Regions from separate parts of the Sus scrofa genome. Here region 2 is linked to region 1. Evidence: chromatin contacts called from public HiChIP or PLAC-seq data. All regions are on one chromosome and are shown on one strand. The core of a region is the stretch at or near the end of the contact, and the rest is flanking DNA. Distances in the headings are between cores, read along the strand shown. Region 1 holds the start of SLC25A19 (solute carrier family 25 member 19). Region 2 holds the start of NUP85 (nuclear pore complex protein Nup85).

Region 1 (7,775 bases), core at 4,909-7,408:
CCATGGTCTTATGTATATACATCCAGGAAACAGACTATGGTGTGGGCTCGATTTCAGGGTTAGTCCTTCCTCCGGTCTGACTCGGTGATCCACTTTCTCCAATGCATTCTTCCTGGAAACCCAAACCACCATCGCAGTGGTACAGCCAGAGGCTCTCAGGTCTCATCTTCCCAGATGCCCTCCCTGTCTGCTATTTGTCCGCCTTCCCCCGAAGGGTCTGTCTCCCCGGAGAGGCTGTGAGCGCCCTGCCTGGTGTTGGGCACAGGAACGGGCTGACAGATGGGCTGAAAAACCCCAGGCTCCCTCAGCTCTGTTCCATCTAAGGAAAGAGCCCCCACCCCGGGACACCCTCCACCCCTCAGGTGCCCCTTCTCTGGCCCAGTCACTCACCCTAGGCTCACCCTGAGCTGCGTAGCGGGTTCGCAGCACATCCAAGGGATGCATGGTGAGGGTGGCTACGCAGGCAGACAGGCCGCCGCAGACGAAGTGGACAGAGAAGTCGCGGGCATCTCGCACACTGGCCCTGTGCACCAGCTCGGTCAGCACCTCAAATGACAAAAACTGTGCAAGAGTGAGTGACATCATGGACAGATGCCCCCTAAATGCACCCCCCATGACTCAGGTGGGGCCAAGTCCTAGGGACCAGGAAATACTCTTCTTTTTCTTTTCTTTTTTTTTTAGTGCTGCACCCATGGCATATGGAAGTTCCCAGGCTAGGGGTGGAATAGGAGTTGTAGCTGCTGGCCTGCACCACAGGCACAGCAACATCAGATCTGAGCCAGTCTGTGACCTACACCATAGCTTTCAGCATTACTGCATCCTTAACCCACTGAGCAAGGCCAGGGACCAGACCTGCATCCTCAAGGATACCAGTCAGATTCTTAACTTACAAAGTCACAATGGGAACTCCCAGGAGGTACTTTTTTTTTTGGTCTTTTTAGGGCCATACCTGAGGCACATGGAGGTTCCCAGGCTAGGGGTCGAATTGGACCTGTAGATGCTGGCCTATGCCACAGCCACAGCAACTGGGGATCTGAGCTGCATCTATGACCTACCCCACAGCTCATGGCAACGCTGGATCCTTAACCCACTGAGGAGGCCAGAGATCAAACCTGCATCCTCATGGTTCCTAGTCAGATTCATTTCCACTGCGCCACGACGGCAACTCCAGGAGGTATTTCTTGAGCAGTGACAGAATACAATAAACATATCACTTTATGCAAAGCTCGGATACCATTTTATTTGTGTTTCTTTTTTGTTTGCTTTTCAGGGCTGCACCTGTGGCATATGGAGGTTCCCAGGCGAGGGGTCTAATGGGAGCTACAGCTGCCGGCCTACACCACAGCCATGGCAACACGGGATCCTCAACCCACTGAGCAAGGTCAGGGATGCACCTGCAACCTCCTGGTTCTTAGTTGGATTTGTTTCCACTGCGCCACTACAGGAACTCTTCAGATATCATCTTATACTTGGAGCAGAGCCAAATACTCAAAGGGTAAGAAAATACACGAGAAGGAGTTTCCCTTGTGGCTCGGCAGAAGCCAGCCTGACTAGTATCCGTGACGATGCAGATTTGATCCCTTTCCTCGCTCAGTGGGTTATGGATGCGGTGTGGGCAGAACCTCTTTGCCTGCCCACTCGCATCTCTCACAAGCGTCCTATCTTAATAAACCTATCTCTTGCGAGTTCCCATCGTGACGCATTGGGAAGGAATCTGACTAGGAACCATGAGGTTGCAGGTTTGATCCCTGGCCTCACTCAGTGGGTTAAGGATCCTGCGTTGCCGTGAGCTGTGGTGTAGGTTGCAGACGAGGCTTGGATCCCACGTTGCTGTGGCTGTGGTGTAGGCTGGCACCTGCAGCTCTGATTAGACCCCTAGCCTGGGAACCTCCATATGCCATAGCCTGAAAAAGCAAAAAAATAAAAATTAAATTAAAAAATCGATTTCTTGCCTTCCACTTCGTCTCTTGCTAAATTCCTTCTGCACAGAGGCATGAAGAACCTGAACCTCAACAGAAGACCACCCAACCCCTGAACCCCAGCTTGGAAAACAATACAAGCTTGCCTCTCCCCTGATCCTTATCTGCAGTCCTATTTTTCACTCCCCAGACTCAAACCACCTCCCAGTCTCTCCTAAGCGGGGCACAGTCTTTGAGGTATTAGCCCGCTGTGACCCTCCTTTGCCTGGCAAAGCAATAAAGCTATTTTTTCTCCTTTGCACCCCCCCAAAAGGATCCGGTGTTGCCATGAGCTGTGGCACAGGTTGCAGATGCGGCTCAGACCTGGCATTGCCATGGCTGTTGTGATGTACACCAGCAGTTGCAGCTCAGATTCACCTCCTAACCCAGGAACTTCCATATGCAGTAAGGCCCCCCAAAAAAGAAAAGAAGCCTAAATCCTAATCCCAGCCTCACCACCTAGAGGCTGTGCGGCTTTGGGCAGCTCACCTAACCTCTCTGTGACTCATATAAATGCCTATTTCACCTTCCTCACAGGGCTGCTGGACAGCTCGAAGGAAGCACAGAGGTGAAAACGCTATTTTGAAAAAGGAAGAGCATTTGCACGGCCATTTGCCAAGCCCTCCAGGGCCCTGGCATCAAGACAGTCTCTGACTTGTCTCACCTCATATTCAGGGGTCGTTAAGTCCCCAGGGTGGGGAGACAAAAGTGGGGGAGCCAGAGCTCAGTGTGACTCTGTCTTCATTTGTCAGGTAGCTTTCTGGCCAAGATCAGTGAGAAATGTGCTGCCTGCCTCCTGCTGCCCTACCTCGGGCAGTGCCTCTGCAGGCCCTATCATCATCCTGGGCTCCCCCATTGCTCAATGTGACCCCAGGGGCCTGGCTGGTTCCCCTGCCACCTACTTGGACAGCTCCATAGCCTATGGAGAGAAGCTGGGCTGGGATGTGTCCTTTCCAGAACGCCGTTGGGCCCTCCTCTTGCAAAATCTGTCTCCCGGCCTGTAGGATCCCGTGGTATTTTGCATTGGGGTCACTGCGAGACAGGCGCTCAATCTGAAGCTGGGAATCAAAACTGAAGTAGTCAGAACTGCAGTGGGGTGAGAAGAAAGAATGTCAGATGTTCCCCCTGTGGCGCGATGGGATCAGGGGCATCTCTGGAGCGCGGGGGCACAGGCTGATCCCTGGCCCGGCACAGCGGGTTAAGGATCCGGTGTTGCCGCAGCTGCAGCTCAGGTTGTGACGGTGGCTCAGATCTGATCCCTGGCCCAGGAACTCCATATGCTGTGGGGCAGCCAAAAAAGAAAAAGGAAAGAAAGAATTTCAGAGAGGGTAACAAAGGGCCTCTTCCTAACAAAATTCCAAGCTCTAGGAACTGCTTTGGCCAAAAAGAGTGAACTGGTCCTGCAGCCCGTTACACGGAACAGGGGGGAGAAGGTTACCTGGAAACGGATCTTGATGACGTCCAAGGGGCTGATCATCGCCCGAGTGACAAGTCCAGAGACAGATCCAGCCACTGCCACCTCGAGATTGGAGATATTCCTGCCATCTGCTCTGGGGTCATAGCCCACCATCCCTGCCCCTGGACCACACAACGTCCATCAGCTTCAAGCTAAACGCAAGAGACTCGGAGTCAATACCAGAGCAAGTTCTTAGGGTGTCTGCTCAACCATCACTCCTCAGAGCAACGCCCCCACCCCCGACCAGCCCACAGCCCACAGCGAGCAACGCCCCCACCCCCGACCAGCCCACAGCGAGCAACCCCCCCATCCCCAACCAGCCCACAGCCCACAGCGAGCAACCCCCCCATCCCCGACCAGCCCACAGCCCACAGCGAGCAACGCCCTTATCCACCCCTTTACTCTGCTTATCCTGCTTTACTCTTCTTTACAACATTTACATAACAGACATTTGGAGTTCCCATTGTGGCTCAATAGTAACAAATCTGACTAGTATCCATGAGGACATGGGTTCGATCCCTGGCCTCACTCAGTGGGTTAAGGATCTAGCGTTGCTGCAAGCTGTGGTTCAGGTCACAGATGAGGCTTGGACCCCACGTTGCTGTGGCTGTAGCATAGGCCTTGATTGGATCCCTAGCCTGGGAACTTCCATACACCCCAGGTACGGCCCTAAAAAGAAAAAAAAAAAAAAAAGACTAGATCAGGAGTTCCCTGATGGCCTAGCACTTAATGATCTGGTGTTGTCACTGCTGTGGCTCAGGTCGCTGCCGTAGTACAGGTTTGATCCCTGGGTTGGGAACTTCTGAATGCTCTGGGCGTGGTCAAAAAAAAATTTCAGAAGGGACCTCAGAATAACCTAGTTTTTTTGACCACCTCTAGTAACAGGGAAGTCAGGGCCCACACAGGGACACCTTCGCCCCACTGTTGTTTCTTTTTCTCCGCTCACTCTCCCTGGAACTCTGTCTGTACCAGTCCCTCAGCCCCAAACCCGAATATTTCTGAAAGTACCAAAGTAGTACTCCAATCCATCCTTGAAATTGACCAGACATTTCCACGGGGCTCTATCAGCAAAGTACTTTAAAATAATGTCTTATTAAAGTCTAGTGGCGGAATTCCCACAGTGGCTTAATGGGTTAAGAATCTGACTAGTATCCATGGGGATGCAGGTTCAATCCCTGGCCTTGCTCAGTGTGTCAAAGGATCCAGTGTTGCCGTGAGCTGTGGTGTAGGTCGAAGATGCGGCTCGGATCTGACATTGCTGTGGCTGAGGCGAAGGCCAGCAGCTGCAGCTCCAATTCAATCTCTAGCCTGGAACCTCCATACGCAGCAGGTATAGCCCCCCCTCGCCACCCCAAAAAAGTCTAATGGTATGAAACCTCCCCACCCTTGCCAGGAATGTGCCCATTCCTCGCTAACTTCTCTGCACACCCTCAAAGGTCACGCTGAGCAGTGCTGGTTCCCTGCTGTCAAGAAGGGGGCATTTCTATAAGTAGGCGTTCTGTATAGCTGGACATAATCTTACACCTCAAATCAAGAAGCCTGAGTTCAGGGAGTTCCTGCTGTGGCTCAGTGGATTAAGAATCCTACTAGGATCCATGAGGATGCGGGTTCGATCCCTGGCCTCACTCAGTGGGTTAAGGATCCCACATTGCTGTGAGCTGTGGTGTAGATTCACAGCTGCAGTTCCAATTTGACCTCTAGCCTGGGAACCTCTATATGCTATGGGTGTGGTCCTAAGAATAAATAAATAAATAGAAAACTACTTTATAAGAAAAAAAAAGAAGGGAGTTCCCTTCATGACTCAGCAGAGACAAATCTGACCAGCATCCATGAGGACAAAGGTTCAATCCCCGACCTTGCTCAGTGGGTTAAAGATCTGCCATTGCTTTGAGCTGAGGTGTAGGTCACAGACTCGGCTCAGATCCTGCGTTGCTGTGACTGTGGTGTAGGCCCGTGGCTATATCTCAGATTGGACCCCTAGCAGGTTTCATTTTCTTCTGGAAAATGGTAATGATGGTGGCCCTGCCTAGCCAGATTCCTGGAAGGAACATCCAAGATATCATGTGTGATAAGCTCTGTAAGAAAGGTAAAATTTTTTTACACGTGAAAGGGCTTGTAAATCACAATTCAGTAGTGGCCTTACTTTTTCTGCGGGTTCAAAATTTCCTTCTTGTACCAAAAAGCCTTGATATTTAATCTGAAGAGACAAGATAAAAAATGAAATATGATTACATGTATGATACAATTCAGTATTCAGAAGATAGGGAGCCGCTGGTGTCTCCCTTAGCCACTCCCCTTTTACTACTGCAGCAGCTATGCAGGTCTCCCGCGGTGAGCGTGTGTGCCCCTGGGCTCAGCTGAGAGTCTCTGCAGATGTGCCCACGTGTGGACACAGATGTCCACGTGTGCCTTTGAGCGTGTTTTTTCTCTCCGAGTCAGAGAAGACACCCGCGAGGTGGGCTCCCGCGTGTAGAAGTGCCCGGGGCGTGTCCAGGATTTTGCTCCCTGCGTCCCTGAAGATGCTTCTCACGTCAGACGTGACACGTGTGGGTACAGTCCCAGCCCCCGCGTGAGTACTTGCGCGTGTGGGCCCCTCCCGGGGAGCAGGGGAGCGACGGTGCAGGTCCCCGAGAAAAGTGCCAGGAGGGAGGAGGTAAAGGTCACTCACCCAGCTCAGAGGGCGCGGCAGAACTCTCCGCGCTCTTCTCTCCCTCCCTTCTCGCGCACGCTAACAGCAAAATTTAACTGCTCTTGGCAGGAACCGACGGGCTTCGGGACCAATCACCGCGCAGCTTCCGACAGACGCTGAACCAATGGTTGCAAGCCGCCCCTGGACCAACGCCTCTCAAGTTACCTCTGGGTAATGTAGTCCTTCGCTACCAAGGTTGTTTTCACCGCCCCCTTACCCCGCGAGGCGCAGAGCCTCCTGGGAGATGTAGTCCCTCGGCGCACGCGTGCGCAAATATAACCCACGCGTTGGAAGGAGGCGGGTCCCAAGCCAGACTGCGTACTTGGAGGTCGCGGTGCAAAGTGGCCCGCGCTTTAGATCAGCCTGCTGGCCGGCGGAAGTTTAGGGCGTTCTGGACTTGACCTCCTTTCCTCAAAACCGTCGTAGTTCCAGAATCCGGATAATCTAAACTTGGAAAAGATGGCGGGAAGCTTAATCAAAGCCTGGAGGCCATGGAGGAGGGAATAGATGAGTTTTTAAGTCCAAGATGGGGACGGCAAAAATACAGAGGTTTTGTTTGCCCTTAGGAAAATAAAAATACATAGACATATTACAGAAAATGTAGAAATAAAGGGGAAATGACTCATCCTACCTTTCTTACGCAAATAGCATCAGCGTTTTGCAGGACAGTATTTCTTCCTGATTTTTAAATAAATTGTTTTTTACATTAGTGCAATCATTTTGACGCACAATATCTATTTTTAATTTTTTTTTTCTTTTGTCCTGTGGCCTACGGAAGTTCCCGGACCAGGGATCGAATCCGAACCTCAGCTGTGACCTAAATCTCAGCTGTGGCAACACTGGATTCTTAACACCTTTTGGCACTGCAGGATCTCCTTTATTGCACAATTTAAAATCTTTTCATGCATATGCAGTAGTAGAGAGACCAGCTCAATGAGCCACCATATAGTCATTACTGAACTTCAGCAATTAACCAACCCTTGGTCAGTCTCATTTCCTCTATACCAGCAGCTATGTGCCACTGGTGCGGAGTCCAGACTCAATTTATTGGCCTCACTGCAGGACAAGCCAATAAATTGGAAGAGGAAAATTAAAAAAAAAAAAAATGAAAGAGGAGTTTTGGGGGCAAGGAATAATGACTTTATTGAGAATGCCAGCAGACTGAGAAGATGGTGGACTCTTGTCCCAAAGAACTGTCTGGCCTGGGTTAGAATTCCGGCTTCTTTTATGAGGGAGTCACACAGTTCCTGGTTCCAGTCAGCCTCAGAAGGGATGTGTTAATTTATTCTTTCCTGCAGTCACACAGATGGGCCTGGTCAGGAGGTTTCCTGGGAGCTGAACAAAGCAATTTTTTCTTTTTTCTTTTTTTGGCTTTTAGGGCCGCACCCATGGCATATGGAAGTTCCCAGACTAGGGGTCGACTCAGAGCTTCAGCTGCCAGCCTACGCCATAGCCACAGCAGCTCAGGATCCAAGCCTCGTCTGTGACCTACACCACAGCTCCTGGAAACACTGGATCCTTAAGCCACCGAGCGAGGATCGAACCCGCATCCTCATGGATACTAGTTGGGCTCGTTACCAGTGAGTCACAACAGGAACTTCCAACAAAGCTATCTTAGCTTAACTCTCATTTCGTGGGAGACAGAGTTCCCAGAGATAGGGATCTTGTATAA
Region 2 (7,333 bases), core at 4,663-7,162, 70 kb before region 1:
CAAGAACCTTGTACATTTCACTTTAAGTGCGTCAGCTAGGGTATAAAATGTAGGGATTTGGAGCTCCCTCTGTGGAACAGTAGGTTAAGAATCCACTGCAGGATTTCCCTTTGTGGCTCAGCAGCTAATGAACCCAACTAGGATCCATGAGGATGTGGGTTCGATCCCTTGCCCTGCTCAGTCGGTTAAAGATCCAGTGTCTTCAAGCTGTGGTGTAGGTCACAGACACACCTCAGATCCTGTGTTGCAGTGGCTGTGGTATAGGCCAGCAGCTGTAGCTCCCATTCGACCCCTATCCTGGGAACCTCCATGTGCTGTGGGTTCGGCCCTAAAAAGCAAAAAAAAAAAAAAAAAAAAAAAAAAAAATCCAACTGCAGTTGTTTGGGTCACTGCTGAGGCGAGGGTTCAATTCCCAGGCCTAGCACAGTGGGTTAAAGGATCCATCTTTGCCACAGCTGTGGCTTAGGTCACAGGTGCAGCACCCAAGAACTTCCATGTGCTGCAGGTATGGTCATAAAGAAATGTAGAGAAGTATTGTTCTATTTCACAATACGTTTACTGAATATTAATGTACATATTGCACAAACATAACTTAGAAGGTAGTCCTATAAGCTTTTCGAGGGCAGGTATCATTTTCTTTTTTTTTTTTTTTTTTTTTTTTTTGGTCTTTTGTCTCTTAAAGGGCTGCACCCGTGTCATGTGGAGGTATCATTTTCAACTTTGTAGTCTTAGCAAATAACAAGGTCCTGAGAGCTAGTGATGTATAACTGTTCATTGCCTTATTGATGCAATAGTACTTGGCACGAGAATACCAAAACTAAAATTCCTAAACTGGGGTTCCTGTCAGGTACTCTGCCAGTTAAAGTAATCTCTACACTGGATGACAATTTCAAGTTCGTCTAACCCCATGAAGTGCTCCAGTTCTCCTCTTCTGTCCATTATTGGATTCAAGAAGGGCCCAGTGACATGAGGTTGTGTGTTTCATAAAATGAACAGAAACAAACTGAACAAAGCTTATATTTTGCAGTTGTGCCAAAAAGAGATAATAGCTGTACTCTTCAAGCTCCCATTTTTATTATTTATCTTTTTTTTCTTTTTAGGGCCATACCCTTGGCATATGGGGGTTCCCAGGCAAGAGGTCGAATCAGAGCTACAGCTGCCAGCCTACACCACAGCCCCAGCAACGCAGGATCTGAGCCTTGTCTGCAAACTACACCACAGCTCTCAGCAATGCCACATCCTTAACCCACTGAGCAAGGCCAGGGATCGAGCCTGCAATGTCATGGTTCCCAGTTGGATTTGTTTCCACTGTGCCACGGCGGGAACTCCCAAGCTCCCATTTGTGATTGAGTACTCTCACTCTAAGGTAGGAAAGACAGAGTTGAGAGGATGGTTCTCAAAGGATGGCCCCCTGGGCAACAGCATCACCTTAACTTGGGAACTTGTTAGACGTACAAATTCTAACACAAATTCTAGGCACAACCACAGACCAACTGAGTTAGAAACTCTGGGGAGAAATCTCAGGAGTCAATGGCTTATCAAAGCCCTCTAGATAATTCTGAAGTTCACCAGGTTTGAGGATCACAGGGCTAGGAGTTTTAACTCCTCCAATAATAATTTGTCATACTTACAATGATTTTTTTTTTTTTTTGGCTTTTGTCTTTTTGTTGTTGTTGTTGTTGCTATTTCTTGGGCCGCTCCCTCGGCATATGGAGGTTCCCAGGCTAGGGGTCCAATCGGAGCTGTAGCTGCCAACCTACGCCAGAGCCACAGCAACGCGGGATCCGAGCCACGTCTGCAACCTACACCACAGCTCACGGCAACACCGGATCGTTAACCCACTGAGCAAGGGCAGGGACGAACCCGCAACCTCATGGTTCCTAGTCGGATTCGTTAACCACTGCGCCACGACGGGAACTCCAACAATGATTTTATTTCTCAACTTAAAGGCATGCGACCAGGTACAGTAGTAGGGCTATAAAACATGCTTTCACAAAATGGCCTTATTCACGTACATGGACATATGTATCCACATCTGTATTTAAAGCATTTATTATGGAAGTTCACTTGTGGTGCAGTGTGTTAAGGACCAGCATTGCCACAGCTGTGGTGCAGGTTCGATCTCTGGCTCAGGAACTTCCACCTGCCATGGGTGCTACCAAAAAAAAAAAATAAGTAAATGAATAAATAAATATTTATCGGGAGTTCTCTGGTGGCCTAGCAGTTAAGGACTTGGCATTGCCACCACTGTGGCTTCGGTCTGATCCCTGGGCCTTTTGCATGCCATGGACATGGCCAAAACAAGCAATTAAAACAAAACAAAAAGGAGTTCGGGTCGGGGCTCAGGGAAAATAAATCTGACTAGTGTCCATGAGGACACAGGTTCAATCCTTGGCCTTGCTCAGTGGGTTAAGGATCCAGTGTTGCCGTGAGCTGTGGTGTAGGTCACAGACGTGGCTTGGATCCTGCATTGATGTGGCTGTGGTGTAAGCCAGCAGCTGCAGCTCTGATTGGACCCCTAGCTTGGGAATCTCCATATGCTGTGGATGCAGCCCTAAAAAGACAAAAAAAAAAAAAAAAAATTTAGCCTCATGGTTCCTAGTCAGATTCGTTAACCACTGAGCCATGACAAGAACTCCCCGAGTTTTATCTTTATAAAAATGTTCTGGAGTTCCCATCATGGCGCAGCGGATACGATGATGACAATGGGCTTAGTGAACAATCCATCAAGTAGACACAAAAATAGAAATTTTTTTTTCCTTGGGATGAGAACTCTTAGGGTTTACTCTCTGAACAAGTTACATGTATAACATACAGCAGTGCTAGCTGTGTCTTTAATGTTGTACATTATATCCTTAGAACTTTTATAATTGGAAATTCGTGTGATTTGACTTCCTTAATCCAATCCCCACTTCCCCTCAAAAAAAAACAATTTTGGTTGTTAAGATTGTTGAAGAGTACTGTTGGCATCTAGGTTCCTAGATTCTGCTGAACATCTTGCACTGCACAGGACAGCTTTCATAACACAGAATTATGTGGCCCAAATATCAGTAATATGGAGGTTGAGAAATTTTTAATTTTTTTTTATTTTTTTTGCTTCTTAGGGCTGCACCCGGTATATGGAGGTTCCCAGGCTAGGGGTTGAATAGGAGCTACAGCTGCCAGCCTACACCACAGCTCAGGGCAAGGTCAGGTCATTAACCCACTGAGAGAGGCCAGGGATCAAACCTTTGTCCTCACACATCCTAGTCAGATTGCTTTCCGCTGTGCCACAACAGGGAACGCCTTTTTGTTGTTGTTGTTTTCTTTTTAGAGCTGCAGGTTCGGCATATGGAAGTTCCCAGGCTAGGGGTTGAATTGGAGCTGTACCAATTCATAGCTGCACTGGCCTATGCCACAGGCACAGAAACTCAGATCTGAGCCACGTATGCGACTTACACCACAGCTCTCAACGACGTCGGATCCTTAACCCACTGAGTGGGGTCAGGGATTGAACCTGAATCCTCAGGGATACAAATCAGGTTCATTACGGCTGAAACACAACAGGAACTCCCCTCCTGTGTTTTGAAATTATTTGAAGTAAATTTTCAAGAGAGGACCTATTGGGTCAAAGGGTATAAATATTTGTATGGTTCTTGATAAATTTCTCTTTTATTTTCCAAAATAATTATGTCTGTTGAAATGATTATGTATTTATTTCTCTGTAGGCTAGAGACCATTGGTTTTACTAGGATGTATTAAATGCATTTGCTTAACACTTTAACATAGGGAATTTTTTTTTTTTCTTTTCTTTTTAGGGCCGTACCCACAGCATATGGAACTTCCTAGGCTAGGGGTTGAATTGGAGCTGTAACTGGGGCCTACACCACCGCCGAAAAAATGCTGGGTCCGAGTCGCGCCCGCAACCTACACCACAGATCATGGTAACACGGGAGCCTTAACCCACTAATCAAGGCCAGGGATTGAACCTTCGTCCTCATGGATGCTAATCAATTCATTTCCACTGAGCCATGACAGGAACTTAAATGTAGGGCACATCTTGAGCTCAGTTGGCTGCATCCGACTAGGCCTGAGAATGATTCTAAGTTTTGGATTTTTTTTCTCTTTTTTTTAATAAAAAAATCTTGATTAAAGTATAGTTTATTTACAACGTTGTGTTAGATTCTAAGTTTGACTTTGGATTGGCAAAGTGATTTCTGGTATGACTCCTGCGCAACAGGTGTGTTTTGTTTTAGGGGATTTTTATTTGAGTCCAGAAATAATTTATTGTCTTCTTAAGTTCTGATTTGCCTCAAGTTAAAGCATGGCCTCCATAATTGGCGGGCTTTCCAGACTAGATAGAGGAATTCCAGAGTTCTACCAATCATTCTAGGGAGGAGAGGGAGGAGGAGAAGCTCGCTAACGGAGGATAGCGAAGACAAAAAGATTTGTATGCTGATTATTTATCTTTTCAAACATATTCCTGTAGGATTATGTTAAAAAAAAAGAATAAATTACTTCATTGAAACCCCATTCTTGATGTCTGAGAGGGACTACAAGTTTTTTTTTTTTTTTTTTTGTCTTTTTGCCATTTCTTGGGCCGCTCCCTTGGCATATGGAGGTTCCCAGGCTAGGAGTCGAATCAGAGCTGTAGCTGCCGGCCTACAACACAGCCACAGCAGTGTGGGATCTGAGCTGCGCCTGCAACCTACACCACAGCTCACAGCAACGCCGGATCCTTAACCCACTGAGCAAGGCCAGGGATCGAACCCACAACCTCATGGTTCCTAGTCGGATCTGTTAACCACTGAGTCATGACTGGAACTGCTGCTACTGAATATTTATTTTACATTTGGAAAATACTAAGCCTCTTTTTACCCGCTAAATATGGATGTGAAGAAGTTCCCATGTGGCACAGTGGGTTATGAATCCGGTGTTGGCCGCACCTGTGGCACGGGTTTGATCCCTGGCTGGAGAACTTTCACAAACGTCAGGTGTGGCAAAAAAAGAAAAAGGACATGAATGCATAATTTCTCATAGCCACACTAATAGTGTCAGAAACATCAGTGAAACCCCGAGACATTTAGAAAAAGCAGCAAGACATAGATGGCAGATCAGTTTGGAGTTTGTGCAAAACAACTTTGAATTTCATCCTATGGATGGCTGCCTTCAGAAGGATTTGGATAAAACTGTAATTGCCACAAGATTTTTCATCCTTTCTTTAACAGGGTGTATCTTAAAAGACCAGCTACTGGGTGACTGTTTTCCTAACAGATATCTTATCCCAAGACATCTTATTTCCACCATTCGAATAGGTTGTTCAGAATCAACTCAAGAAGTGCTTCCCCAAGTAAAATACTGAAAATTTGTCTTGTTTTCAGATCGAATTTCTTTCCTAGATAATAAAAAGTGCTACATTTTCAAGCACTGTTTTCGAAGGTTTATCTTCAAATTTCTTATTACCTTCGTTAAAAAACTCGCTTATTTGGGAATTTAGAACCAGTACTATTCCTTGTATGTGTATGTACTTGTATACATGGCATTTACAAAATAACTCTTTTAGGTTACTGGAGCACTTTTGAGGTTTCCCATAACAAGATCTGGGCTCCTCTGAGTGTTTCTTCCTGCTTTTCTTTGGTGAGATAACAAACCAACATTTGTGTTCAATTAAGCTCGGCGGTCTCGATTTCAGCTGTTTCAATTTTGTGCCCACGCCTCTTGAGGATTTTGCTGTGGAAGTGGCGGCGACTGCCTTCGTACACAAGCCGGATGGACCAACTGTGCTCGCCTGCCATGAACACGGCTCAGAGGAGCAACCGCGACGGCGCTAACCCGCAGACCAAGCAGCAGCGGAAAGCCAGGCTCGGGAGAGGCCGTGGGCTCGTGCTCGTCAGAAGCACGCCGAGCGCTGGTCTCAGCCCGCGCATGCGCGGCCGCAGCACCGCCGCTCCCGCGGGCTCCCGGGGTCTTCTCTCCGGCCCGGCTTGGGGTCGTCCACGGCGGCGCCTGATCTGGAGAGAACGGTACTTGGAGGGTAGACTGACCCTGGCGCTATTTTCCCTGTCGTGCTGTCGAGGCCAGGAAGGAGGGACACGTGTATAGTGCTGCACAGGGGTGGTCGCGGCCAAGAGGAAAGGCCCCTGCAGCGCTGGGGGATTGGGCCTGCAGGCAGAGCAGGAGGCGCTCGGAGGGGGTCCTTTCTCGCAGCGGGTTCTGAGCGGGAGGCCCGAGCCGCGAACATTTGCGGCCCTGAGAGATCCAGGCGGCTGTGGTGCGGCGCAATGGAGGAGCTCGATGGGGAGCCGACAGTCACTGTAAGGGCGCCCCCGAAAGTATTGTTTGCCTTCAGCGGTTTCGTCACTGCAGGGTTGTCCACTTCTCGGCCGCCTGCAAGGCGCTCGTCCCCTTCCCTCAGATTAATTGCCACCGTCCGGAAGTCACATCGCGAAGCTGCCCGAGTTTGGGTTGCGGTGGTCGCTGGGTTTCTGCCCCTTTGTATATTCCGAGTACGTGGTCCTGGAGGCCCCGCTCCATGCCTTTAACGAGCAGGTTCGAACTAAGCAGAGGAACTGGAGCCTTTTTGTCTCCCAACCGAAGTAGGTTTCCCATCACAGTGCCCGGTTTCTGCTTCAGCTGGCCCAAGGTTTATTAAACGTATTTATTCTCTCCGGAGACTATTCCTGTTCTTATTGCTGTGTTTGTTTTCCAATTCTGTTTGAACTCTCAAAAGACTATGTCAGATGTGGATGATTTGTGATGTTTTACAAAGAGATTCAGGGCTATTAGACAGGAGTTATTACCGTTCTCCCTTTTTGCTGGGATGCTCTTTTCTCCGTTAGAGTTATATCCTACCCGTTGTTTTTTTTTTTTTTTTTTTTTTTTTCCTCTTCCTATATATAAGCTCCTGCATTCTTTGTCAGAAAAGCCTCACTTGACCTCCCTAACTAGGTCAGATAGTTTTGTACGTTTAAGCTTGTTCTGCATCTCTTAGCTCTTGGTAGCTTGTAAGCCCCACTAAACTGCAATTTGCTTGACCTTGTGTTTTTGCTTTTTAGAAAGTGGAGGTGCCTTCAGCTTTCAGCAAAAAGCTTGCAATGCACTGTCTGACAAAACCACAAAATAGATGTCATTTTAAAGCTAACTGGACAAAAAGAGACAGTTTTCTTTTAAGGGCTGCAGGTGCTTCATATGGAAGTTCTCAACTTCAGGCAAGGGGTCCTATCAGAGCTACAGCTGCTGGTCCAAGCCACAGCTACACCAGATCTGAGCTGCATCTGTGTCTGCAGCCTATACCATAGCTTGAGGCAACGCTGATCTTTAACCCATTGAACAAGGTCAGGGATCAAACCCACAT

Evidence for each region. HiChIP or PLAC-seq counts read pairs in DNA pulled down with a chosen protein or histone mark.
Region 2: an H3K27ac HiChIP or PLAC-seq map of alveolar macrophages shows a contact between it and region 1. The contact joins the promoter of NUP85 here to the promoter of SLC25A19 in region 1. A contact is called at or near these places in 2 of 47 Hi-C or Micro-C datasets (embryonic fibroblasts and liver) and 2 of 2 datasets of contacts at active chromatin or transcription factors (alveolar macrophages and skeletal muscle).

What each region holds. Positions count from the first base shown.
Region 1 is chr12:6,032,044-6,039,818 of Sscrofa11.1, reverse strand. It overlaps SLC25A19 (solute carrier family 25 member 19), which reads right to left and starts at 6,158. Exons shown (of 8, transcript NM_001164514.1): 1 at 6,083-6,158; 2 at 5,558-5,611; 3 at 3,397-3,566; 4 at 2,861-3,016; 5 at 391-561. The coding sequence starts at 3,528. It overlaps LOC102165522 (a long non-coding RNA gene), which reads left to right and starts at 6,173. Exons shown (of 3, transcript XR_002336994.1): 1 at 6,173-6,274.
Region 2 is chr12:6,102,551-6,109,883 of Sscrofa11.1, reverse strand. NUP85 (nuclear pore complex protein Nup85) reads left to right here and starts at 5,912. Exons shown (of 19, transcript XM_003131211.6): 1 at 5,912-6,293. The coding sequence starts at 6,261.